Regions from separate parts of the Macaca mulatta genome. Here region 2 is linked to region 1. Evidence: chromatin contacts called from public Hi-C data. All regions are on one chromosome and are shown on one strand. The core of a region is the stretch at or near the end of the contact, and the rest is flanking DNA. Distances in the headings are between cores, read along the strand shown.

Region 1 (6,467 bases), core at 266-2,765:
GTTCTTTCCAGCATAGTGAGTCTTGCAATTCCAGGGTAATTTTTCTTTTCTTTTTTTTTCTTTTTTCTTTTGTTGAAATGGAGTTCGCTCTTGTCGCCCAGGCTGGAGTTCAGTGGCGTGATCTCTGCTCACTGCAAACTCTTCCTCCCAGGTTCAAGCGATTCTCCCACCTCAGCCTCCCGAGTAGGTAGGATTACAGGTGCCTGCCACCAGGCCCAGCTAATCTTGCATTTTTAGTAGAGACAGGGTTTCATCATGTTAGCCAGGCTGGTCTTGAACTCCTGACCCCAGGTGATCTGCCTGCCTCGGACTCCCAAAGTGCTGGGATTATAGGCATGAGCCACCATGCCTGGTCTCCAGGATAAATTTTCAAAAAGTCTCATGTCATTTTGTCAGCCTAATTAATCACTAATTTTATAAAATAAAACACATAATCTCAAAGCCACATAAACACATAAGCACAAGACAGCCTCTCAGCCACCTTAGTAACTCATATTTAGATATATAAAATGGTCTTGGTAAAGGATTTTAACTCTGCTATATTTCTAGTCACTTTGTAAAGTTTCTTGGCAACTTTTATTAAAAGAGAAAAAAGAAATTGAGAAGAAATGAAAGCGAAGCAATGATTGGAAAGTCACTGGTGAATATGGCACTCTCCCAGCTTCAAAAGCCAGCTGCAATCTAGTCAGTGTTGGAGTAGAAGTGCTGGGGCTCAGAAAACAACACCCCAACAAAAGGCCTAAGGAACAGTCTTAGAAGCAAAGTCTCTGACCTTGTCCTGTCTTCTCATCTCTTCCCCTTCATTCTCCCCGGAGGCAAGGCATAGAAATGAGAATCTCCCTTCCCCTAGGCAGGTCAGAGAAACCAGAGCCATTTTTTCCCCAAAGCCAACCATAAAACCTAAAAATATTACTCTCAGCTCCCAGCAAACTGCCTTTCTGTGTAACAGCTGGTTTTGAAGAAATTAAGACCCCATTTCAAAGGGGTCCTACCCCATATCCAAGAGGAAAAAATGCTGCACAGAGAGTCCAGATAAAATTTTGGACAGGACTTGCTAAGTTTCTACACTCAAGTCTCTTGGCATTAGATTATAACTGTTTTGTCCTATCGTATTTTTACATGGCTGCCATTACTCCATTCAACCTAAGCATAAATCCTGTGTCACATCAAACTATGATCACATAAGTTTGTCATGCTTTTCTCTTCTGAACTTGTCTTTGTTAGAGTAATGCCAGCCGTGACCTTTATGAAGGGGAGGAATGGGATCGCTTCCTTTCCATTCTTACAAAAGCAATTTTTAAAATTATTATTATTCTTACCCCCCAGTGGGGTGGAGACTCAATGTCTGGGAGGAATTGAGAGGAAGAATACCAAAATTGGGAATAAACAATTAATTTCCTATCTCCCATAAAGATACAAGAAGCAAAGGAAGAAGGCAAATGCTCATCGGGTGTAAGCAATTGAAATTGCTGAAGAATGAGAACTGAGAAGCAGCCAGAAAGTATGCGGAGCGGAGGAGCAGAGACTGAGAAATTGGCAGGCAGTCACCATAGATGAAGCCAGAAGGAACACACAAAGGGCCTGAAATGAGTCAGACTTTATAAAAGGAGTTATAGGGGAGGGAGCAATAAAGCATGAATGTGGGTGCCTGCCTGGGACAGAGGAGGGTGAGAAGGGTAAGGAAAGGATAAAAAATACAAGGTTAAATCCAGTTCAATAAGCTACCTAGAAACAAAGGTCTAGTTATCAGATTGTCAGCGAGCAGATTGTAGATAAAAAATGTCCAACGAATTGGAATACATGGTGCTATCCAAACTCCAAGAGGCAGGGGAAACATAGTTAAGATACAGTGAAGTTAAGAGCAAAACCACCTCCAGTGAACCCGATATGGCAAAAGCTATTATGGGAGGCAGGACTTTGGTGAGGAGCAATTCTCACATTATTTTATTTTCAGAAATGGGGTAAGAGAACAAATGCAAGCCCACATTTCTCATGGTTAAATATTTAAAAGTTATAAATTAAGCTACCAGACTGTTAAATAAAATGTTCTATTTACCTGTCTTGACAAAACACCTTCTTAAAGACATAAAAAATCAGATTCACATTTAGAATTCTTCTTATTTTTTTATTTTTATTTTTTTTGACACACGGTCTTCCTCTGTCACCAAGGCTGGAGTGCAGTGGCACAATCATAGCTTACTGTAGCTTTCACCTCCCTGGCTCAAGTGATTCTCCCACATCAGCCTCCTGAGTAGCTGGGACTACAGGTGTGTGCCACTATGCCCAGCTAATTTTTATTTTTGGAGAGATGGGGTCCCCCCATGTTGCCAGGGCTGTTCTCAAACTCCTTGCCTTAGGAGATCCTCCCACATTGGCCTCCTAAAGTGCTAGTATTACAGGGATGAGCCACCTTGTCCAGCCTCTTAAACTTTTTGAAGTTAGCCAGATTGTGGCAGTATTCAGAGAGTTGAGTATTCATGGTCCTGGGGCCTTGACCTCTGTTCTTCTCACCTTGCCCCCAGCCCTTCTCTTCCATCCCTTGCTCTATTCTGCACCATGAGGGTCTGACTTACAAAGTGTGGGTACCCTACCTAGTGTGTATTCCCAAGCTCCATTCCCCATACCTTTTCAAAAACACCATGTACAAATGCCTTTTGCTCACTCCTCAAGCCCAGGTGCTCTGTTGGAAAGAAAGAACAAACCTGGGAAAGGCTTATGTAGCTCTCAGAGGAAGTTTGGGGCTGTTTGAACAGGAATTACAGGTCCTGAGCCTCCAGAGTGTGGCCTTTGGGCAGCTGGGCAGTTCTGGTCTTGTTGGCTCCTTATCCCTTGGAGGGGGGATCACTCAAGAGCATGGGATTAGGGCAGGACAGCCTCCTGTCCAGGTCTAAGGGTAGTGCTTGACTCTGAACCCTGTCAAATGAAACTAGGCATTCTTGTCACTGAGAGTTTCTAGCAGAACAAAGCTCTTTGGAAAGCACAAGTACTTCACTGGTTGACTCTCAAGTTTTCTGGCCATTTTTGGCTTGTATCACGTTCCAAGAGTTTTCCTTCTTAGTTTCCATGCACTGACCATTAAGTTCAGTGTTTATTGTGCTCAGAGATGAGAAGAAACCAAATGTGGAAAAGTCGACCAGGCTTTAAGAAAACTATCTGTACTGTGGCACATATGGAGTCTGGGTGGCAGCGCTCTTTGGTATATAAAGATATAATTTACGTGATTTAACACACATTTTATCATTTTCACAGGTAAATATCTATTTGCTAAATTTCCATTACAACTTGTCTAACTCCTATTAATTTTCACATCTTTCCCTCTCAAGGATATTCTTATTTCTGAAACACTTCTCAACTCAGTCCCCAATGGTGCTATGACTTCTGAGCACCATTTGGCATGAAATAGATGTCAACAAGCAGGCCATGAATGCCAGGTTGAGGAAAGAGAAGAGTGAGAAGGGCAGATACATTTAGGAGTTTATTCTTCAGCAACCACATTGTGAAATGACACATCCCACTTCCTGGCTGAGGGTGAAGAGCATTATTTAAATCCCCTGAGGAGTCTGTGTGTGTGTGTGTGTGTATGTGTGTGTGTGTGTGTGTGTGTATCTTCTTGGATCAAGCATTGGCATCAAATGGAGTATTTTGATCTTTCACACTTTTTGCAGAAAGCATAAGGTTAGAATACAAGTCACAATTAGCCCTTAGAATATAAATAAGTTAGTTTATAGGGGTTTTTTTTGTTTGTTTGTTTAGTATTCTGCAGGGGAATATGGAATATAGTATAAAGAAACGAATACCACTGACTATTTGGCAGAATTCTGTTTTGAACTCCTTGGAAAAGTAAGCTTTTCATTTCTGAACAAAATCAGAATCTAGTAAAGACTTTGAACTAGTTTTCAACTAGCTCAAGTTTAAATTTAGGTCCATGAAGCGTGGGAGTGCCTACAGCCTGGCAAAGAATAAAGCACTCCTGCATAGATCAGTTAGCTTGGGTCTCTGCTGCGGAGGGTCACATTGGGGCCAGTTACTTATAGCTCAGGGTTTCATAATTTCAGCATGATAGACATTTCAGGCTAGATAATTCTTTGTTGTGGGAGCCTAGCCTGTGTGTTATAGGATATTTAGCAGCATCCCTGGCATCTATCCAGTAGATGCCAGTATCCTGTGCCACACTTCCCTAGTTGTGACAATGAAAAATGTCTCAACGTTGCCAACTGTGCCCTGGGGATCAAAATTGTCCCTGATTGAGGACTTCCCAACAGCTAGTTTATTTTCTGCTCTCCTGTGTGCATTTCAGGCAGGAAGAGGGAGAGAAAAACCTGTAGGTGACATAAAATCTGCTTTTGGCTTCTGAGGCAACATGAGGGGAATGAAGGAGAAAACGAATACTTACTAGCATCTGTTGTGCACTAGAATGCACTCCATTTGTGCTTTTACATAAATTTGGGCTTCTTAAACTGGAGAGTGGGCCAGAGTTGCACTAAACCAGAAGGTAAACATATAGCATCAATTTTACTTGATGGTAAAAATTCTGAAATATTTGTTTTTCTTTAAATCACATACATACAGAGTAGAATATAGTGTATGTGTTAATATTGAAGTTAAAGTATGAAACTACAAATAAATTTTGCATGAGTTGGATTTCTTACGACTGGCCCTGCTCCCAGAATCTGCATAGGCATGGATGCCCTCTCAATCACTGTGGGGATCTTTGGTGGAAGCCTGTAAGAAGCATGACGTAAATTAATCAGTTTACATTTCTGTGAACTAAGTAGGTATACTCCTGTCATTTACTTACTTTTTTAGATAAAGAAACCAAGGCTCAGAGAGGTTAAGTAACTTATCTAAGCTCACACAGCTATGGTACAAAAACTATACGAACTTTTCAAAGTCTTCAAATATTGTGTTCTTTTTATTTTCTGATGAATTAATAGGCAGGGTTAGGTCTGGGTAAATTTTGGAGAAAGATGAAATTTTGTCTTTTATTTCTTTAATTTTTATGCTATCTTTATTCTCTCCTCGTGTAACCCCTCTTCCCAGAAATAAAAACACCCTGTGCTCTTTCTCTGATCAGATATGGACATCCATCTGCCAAGAATTGCAGGGCTGCTTATTTATTAACTGGAAGAAATGGCTGATATTTCAGACCTTGTACGGTGGTTCTACATGGTGGTGGTGATGGAGGTGACAGTAGCAGTAAGGGCAAGAGTTTCCCTTAAGTCACATATGTAGTCAAATCTGTTCTCGTTGAGGCTAACCTAGAGAGTGGAGATCAGTAGTGGGCAGAGATTGAAACCAGACAAACCTCTCTGTGTGACTTCAAAGACTTCCTTGTCTTTAACTCCAGGAGTTTAGTGGTAGTAGGGTCCTACCACTTATCTGGTAGGGAAGATCAAATTGTCTTGAATTCTAGAAACCCCCAGATGGAACAAAGCAAAAGAAAATAATTGGGATGCACAAACCGTACCCTGGCACCTTCGTGGGAGTCTTACCACATTTTTTTCCTTTCCGCTTCTCAGTACTGTGCTGTCGCCCAAACATCAGGGGAACCCAGCTGCCTGGTTTTCTTTGGCGGGGTCTTGTGGCTGCTTTTTAGTCTGTCTTGTTATCTCTCTCCTCAGCGGACCCTAGAAATGCTTAATTTGGCTGTGTGAAAGTAATGCTAATTTCAGTCATTTAAGTAATCATTTGCCATTTATACTAAATTGCCGTGTAATATTACAGTGATTATGCATATCATTAAATATCTGTCACATTAGTCTTGTGGTGGGTTTTATTTGATTATAGCACTAAATCATACTCAGGATTCTTAGATCTCTTAGTTGGTTGCTTATATTATATTGTGATCATTACATAACTTAAAAACTTAGGGAGAATGTTGCCATTGAGGGAGAGTTTGAGAGAACACATCTGTTTCCCTTCCTGCCTCATTATAACCATGAAATTGAGAGCATTGGTATCATTCACATCTTTCAGGTCTCTAAATTTACCTTTTTGATCTCACAATGTGGATTGTCTATGCAAATTCATCCTTTTGAAACATTTAATGAATGATCTGTTTTAAATTTTGTTTTAAAAAACTTATCTGCATTTCCTATTGAATCAGCTTTTTTTCTATGTTCACCATGAGTCTTCACACATATGTGTAATATTAATATATAAAAAGAATAATTGATGTCTTAAGAATGCACTTAGCTTCTTTTTCCATAGGAATACAATCTTAAAGGACATACTCTCAATGTTAGCCGTGCTTACCTACATATAGATCTTGCATTATGGGATTTTTTAAAAACTTCTTTATATTTTTTGGTATTTTTTTTAACAAGCATGTCGTTGCACTTATTTTCAGAAACTAAATAATTTAACACCGAAATGTTTCTTGAATGTATGTTAATTTTTAATTGGCATCTTCAATATTAATTACCCTCTTGACTATAATGGCAAACACATGTAATATTTTGACCCTT
Region 2 (5,766 bases), core at 2,852-5,351, 280 kb before region 1:
ACTGCCCGCCACATACCAGGGGCTCAGTATACGTCTGCTAATGAATGAATTATATAACTCATCACATATTGAGCCCAATCATTTACTGACTTATCTGCTTCTCTTACCAGGCTATAAACTCCAAAATGGCAGGAACTGGGCCTTGTTCTATTTAATTCTGAAGCACGTATGTTTCAGGTATGGTACTAAACAATTCCAAGTATCATCTAACCTAGTTTTTATAACAATCTTGAAAAGAAAACAGTACCAAAATTATTTCTATTTTTTCAGAGGACAAAGCAAGTCTGGTATGTTAAACACCTAACCCAGGCAGTCGGAAATCAAAGAGGTGGTGTTACCTAGCAAGTGTTTACAAAATAATGATGGAAGGCAGGAAGGGCGGAAACTGTGGGATCTTGAAAGACAGGCATTTTCAAAGATTAAGATGAGGCTAGGCTTTGGTCAAGATAGTGTGTCAAGTAGTAATATGCACAATTTATATAGAAGCCAAGGCTCCTGTCTTGCTTTTAAAACCTCTCTCTCTGGCCGGGCGCGGTGGCTCAAGCCTGTAATCCCAGCACTTTGGGAGGCCGAGACGGGCGGATCAGGACGTCAGGAGTTTGAGACCATCCTGGCTAACACGGTGAAACCCCGTCTCTACTAAAAAATACAAAAAACTAGCCGGGCGAGGTGGTGGGCGCCTGTAGTCCCAGCTACTCGGGAGGCTGAGGCAGGAGAATGGCGTAAAAACCCGGGAGGCGGAGCTTGCAATGAGCTGAGATCCGGCCACTGCACTCCAGCCTGGGCGACACAGCAAGACTCCGTCTCAAAAAAAAAAAAAAAAAAAAAACCTCTCTCTCTAATACAAGACAAAGGGCTGTACCATAGTTCTATAAGAAATAAGCAAAGCACAACTTCATGTAAAATAATTCCCAGGCAAACATTTCTATCTTTGCTATCATGTCTTTATTGGGAATAAGATCATTTTTTACGCAGGCTTCAGTGGAATTTCCAAAGTACAAAGCCAATCGAAAACAAAATACCTTATGAAAGGAAGAGTTGCTCACCAAGAGAAATCGAAAATGATCCATTTGTGTCTCTCTATGCCATACCCAAACAAGTTATACACAGCCTATACTGCTGTCTTCCGGAGCAATTTAGAGCAACTTAGAGCCAGTGAGGCAGATCTTCCTGTACACAGACACCGTCTCTGGCACTGAGTGGCCAGGATCAGCAGTGGCTTTGCCCTGCTGCCAGTTTCCAGAGGTCCAGATGAAATCTTTCACTTCTGTGGCATGCTGCCTGGATGCTAATAGCATCTCTGAGACATGGCCGCCCCTCGCAGGGACTCCAGAGGATACAACAAGACACTCATTGTTGCTATCACTGAAAGCAGCAGCTTCTTGAAACTGCTTCAATTGAGTCAGTCTCACCCCCATCTCAGATGCTGTCAAATCCACAGGACTTTCCCTGGGGCTTCCAAAAGCCTGCCAAGAGACCAGGCACTGCGGCTCACGCTTGTAATCCCAGCACTCTGGGAGGCCGAAGTGGGTGGATCACCTGAGGTTGGGAGTTCAAGACCAGCCTGACCAACATGGAGAAACCCCATCTCTGCTAAAAATACAAAATTAGCTGGGCGTGGTGGTGCATGCCTGTAATCCCAGCTACTCAGGAGGCTGAGGCAAGAGAATTGCTTGAACCTGGGAGGCGGAAGTTGCGGTGAGCCGAGAGTGCGCCATTATACTCCAGCCTGGGTGACAAGAGCGAAACTCTGTCTCAGGGGAAAAAAAAAAAAAAAAAAAAAAGCTCCCCAGCTATGAAGCAGAGAGCACTACATCTCTAAAGCAGGAACTAAGCTGTTGTAAGATGGATTTTAGGGACAGGAAAAACCAGGGCATAGACTTACCTACTATTTTTTTTTTTTTTTTTTTTTTTTTTTTGAGACGGAGTCTCGCTCTGCTGCCCAGGCTGGAGTGCAGTGGCCGGATCTCAGCTCACTGCAAGCTCCGCCTCCCGGGTTCACGCCATTCTCCGGCCTCAGCCTCCCGAGTAGCTGGGACTACAGGCGCCCGCCACCTCGCCCGGCTAGTTTTTTGTATTTCTTAGTAGAGACGGGGTTTCACCGTGTTAGCCAGGATGGTCTCGATCTCCTGACCTCGTGATCCGCCCATCTCGGCCTCCCAAAGTGCTGGGATTACAGGCTTGAGCCACCGCGCCCGGCCGACTTACCTACTATTAAATTTAGCTCTGAAGTCTAGGGCTCACTCACAGACATCTATTTTCTCCAGGGACATATTGATACAAAACAATCGAGATGAATTCACAATCTACCACACAGCCAGTTCACAGACTTTTCCCTTTGCCCAAAGGGACAGAGTAAGCAATGCTGCACTGAAGCCCATCTGCAGCATATCAACTTTCAAGACTCACCCGACCGCTCCTTCCTCCACCCACATTCACTTTGCACAGGCCCTGAGCTGGGCAGGGGTGCAGAGTGAATACGCTGGACTCCCTGGCTTTTCACCGCCCGCAATATGAAGGAACACACAGAGCAGAAAACACTCAACAAAACCCAACACAGCGTGCAGTGTGCTGAAATGGAACACTCTGCCAAAACGTTTGCCCTAGGCAGAGAGAGAAGACTAAATGGAGAAGAGACTCTTTGAACTTAAATATCTATAAATGCAGTCCTTTCATAACCTCAATCTCCATGCATGGCATGAAATGATGTTTCTACAGTTTTCTATCAGCTGTGGTAGCACCTTGTTCTCTCTCTCATATAATTAATTATGCACAGCAGGTTTAAAGTTAATTGCATGAAGGTCAAAGATACAGCAAAGTCTCACTTCTTATGGAATACCAGGCATCAGCTACAAAAGACAGATACATACTGAGAAAGTAGGAAGCAGGCTTTGAAATCACAGAGGCAGGGCTGCAGGTGAGGCTGCACAGAACAGAACACAGGCTGAGGACTCCATCACTTAACAGGGTTTTCCTGATTTCTCAATAGAAAAAAAGAACCCTCAGTTGCTCTTTAACCTTCCTTTTATCCCTCCCAAAATGGCATTTGACCAGTTACCTTTTGTGTTTCTTCTCACAGCCTACACATTTACCTTTGGTTCCTTTTGAATTTTCTATATACGTGGCCTTTGAAAAAAGTCCTTCGAACCTTTGTAAAGAATAGCATTGTGAAGATAGCTGTTTTTGTTCATTCCCTTGCACATTCAATTCAACCAGATTAGTTCAGAAAACTGATCCATGAAAGCCCACAGCGTGAAAAAAAGTCATTAAAAATGCCTTAAACAACTAGATTATCAGCTCAATTTGCCAAATTTAAAAAAATCCAACTGAAGCAAAATAATATCCCTAGCCCACTAATTAAGAGTTCTAAAATTCTGATTTTTGTCACATGCTATATAGTTAAATCAATTATTTCTTGTTTATCATATTACGTTAGTTCAGACCTAAAAAATCTGGTCCAGAATCCTTCAGTTAACCTGAAGCGGGTCAATAATGTTTCCTCGTTGATAAAAGACCTCCTGTCCTGTTGGGGTTGGTGATGAGGATTACATAAGATCAGATCCTTTGACAGGCACTAGACAAATGTAAGATTACGATTGGACTTAGAATTTAGATTTGACAAGGAAAAAATGCTGTACCCTGCAACAAACACAATGTTTCCATGTGTACTGTCTTTATGTTGTGATTTTTCTAAAAGGATGAAGTATATAACATGTCAGAGATACTATTTACAATTTTATTCCATTCCATGTACTTCCTGTTGTTAATTAAATCATTAACAGAAGCAGGAAAAGCTCAAAGGCTGCCTGCAAACAATGCCCCTTTATCAGGAGGCCCAGGAATTGGTGTCTGGATGGTTGACAGCACCGACCACATTCATTATGCTTCTAGCTCTGTGAGGGAGAAATTTTGAGAAGGATATTTGATTATGGGCTAAGGTCATCATATCCTATAACTGTCATATAATGAGTGAAGAAAGTTTATGTTCATCACTGAACATGTCCTAGATGTTTCATGACGGTATACACTACACCCAAATGACATCTAAATTTTACTGCAAATGCAGGAAGCCAAGGATTCCACTTGCCACAGCCTGTTGTGTGTGCCAGCTGCAGCTGTCTGTGCTTCATTTTAATGAAGGCAGACAAAGGGGGCTCTCTGGCTCCCACATTCCTCTTGAAAGACCCAGAGGGAAAAAGGAATGACAGTGGTAAAACATTCTTCTTTTGTCCTTTTATAAAGGGTAGGCTTTTGTATTTTTCACAGACTATTGTCTCATTAACAATACCATGACTTAGGGCCTGTCATGGACAAACAGATATAACACAGTATACATGACTTAGATGTACACCCCAAAAAACACTGACTGAATCCTTAATAGCAAACATTGAAAAACAAGTAAAATTTGGGAAAAACTTGCTCCAGCAGTAACAACAAGGGCAGTAAATAGAGACAGATAGGAAGCAGTTTTTCTCCACACCCGGTTACTCTTCTACCTTGTCTTGGATAGAGAAAAGCTAGTTATAATATTTACGAATCCCAAAAATATTTACTGGGAACCCACTCGCTATGTACAAAGCAAGGAAAGGAGAAGATTAGAGCTGAGCTGAGGGATTGGTGATAAAACAGTACTGTATTGATGGGAGAGGAGAATGGCTAGGAGGTCATCGGGGTAGTTCAAAAGTGATCTGGTTGACCTAGGAAGGAGGCAGTGGAATGGAAAGATGTGGAAAGATGAAATAGACTTTTACACAGGAAGAACTGGCAGATGATGGATCTGTTCTGACACAGAAGCATCAAAAACAGCACCAAGTCTCCAGACTGGATAACACAAAACAGTGTCAATGGTACCATTTACAGAATGTGTGTGTCGGGGAAAGCCACGGGCAGTGTTGATGTTTGGTTCTGGACAGGCTGCATTTTTGAAGAGACAGAGAAGAGGAATGGCCATAGGTGTGAGAGGCAAACTAAGAGCATAGATAAGAGGCTGAGAAAAACATAATCTCAAAAAAAAGGTTTGCGTGAAAGAGCTGGATGGTCAATAAAACTAAATACGAGAGGTAAAGAAAGAGGAAGATTGAACTGCTGAGTGTGAAACCAGGAAGCCTGTTAATCTGATGGAGAGGCCTCAACAGGGTGCCAGAGGAAGAAGCCACGCCAAGGTTGATTAAGAAACAACTCAACATATGGTGCTAGCAGCTCACGCCAAAAATCTTAGTATCATCGATTCCTCTCTTCAAGTTACTGCCACCTCAACTCATCCAATCCATCGGTTGGTCCTGTTGTTTTTGTCTCCAAAATACAACTTTTCTATCTCCTCTTATATATCATGGTCCAAGCCAACACTGGGACTCCCTCGACTACTCCAACAGGATTAGGGTTAGGGTTCTCATTGTTCGCCCCACTGAAACTTCTGTCCCTCACCCCAGGGCCCCTGCTGTTCCTGAAACTTCCTGCTATGACTTACGTGGCTCTAAATCAGTACTTCTCAAAATACCTCTGGTAGAGAACCAGTCTCCTCTCCTTGAATCCATTGCGGACCAAGCGTTTTTAGAAATACAATAAAAATCAATTGTTAAAATCATCACAAGTTTTGATGCCTCAGAAATGTCAAACTGCTTCCTACATACCAGGCTGGTAACTACCTGAGGACTGACGGCCCACAGACAGCACTGGAGTAGCTCTGCTCTTACACAAACTGGCCTTTGCTGCCCACTGACCACCACCCTCTCCCTGGTTTATTCTGCTCCAGCCACATTCTCCAGG

What was found. A called contact is a pair of places that touch in the nucleus more often than the background predicts.
Region 2: a Hi-C map of fetal cortex germinal zone shows a contact between it and region 1, with 2.9 times the contacts expected there. The contact joins two enhancer-like sites. A contact is called at or near these places in 2 of 14 Hi-C or Micro-C datasets (fetal cortex germinal zone and fetal cortical plate).

Annotation. Positions count from the first base shown.
Region 1 is chr2:57,140,064-57,146,530 of T2T-MMU8v2.0, reverse strand. No RefSeq gene overlaps it. Among named protein-coding and RNA genes, the nearest start is that of ARHGEF26, 150 kb to the left of the region's middle. Within about 2 kb of position 1,515, at least 13 of the 40 cell types and tissues checked have an H3K27ac peak or open chromatin away from gene starts, as enhancers often do. A contact at or near this core is called in fetal cortex germinal zone, where this site is marked.
Region 2 is chr2:57,422,981-57,428,746 of T2T-MMU8v2.0, reverse strand. The region is part of intron 11 of ARHGEF26 (Rho guanine nucleotide exchange factor 26); the gene reads right to left. Among named protein-coding and RNA genes, the nearest start is that of DHX36, 79 kb to the left of the region's middle. Within about 2 kb of position 4,101, at least 7 of the 40 cell types and tissues checked have an H3K27ac peak or open chromatin away from gene starts, as enhancers often do. A contact at or near this core is called in fetal cortex germinal zone, where this site is marked.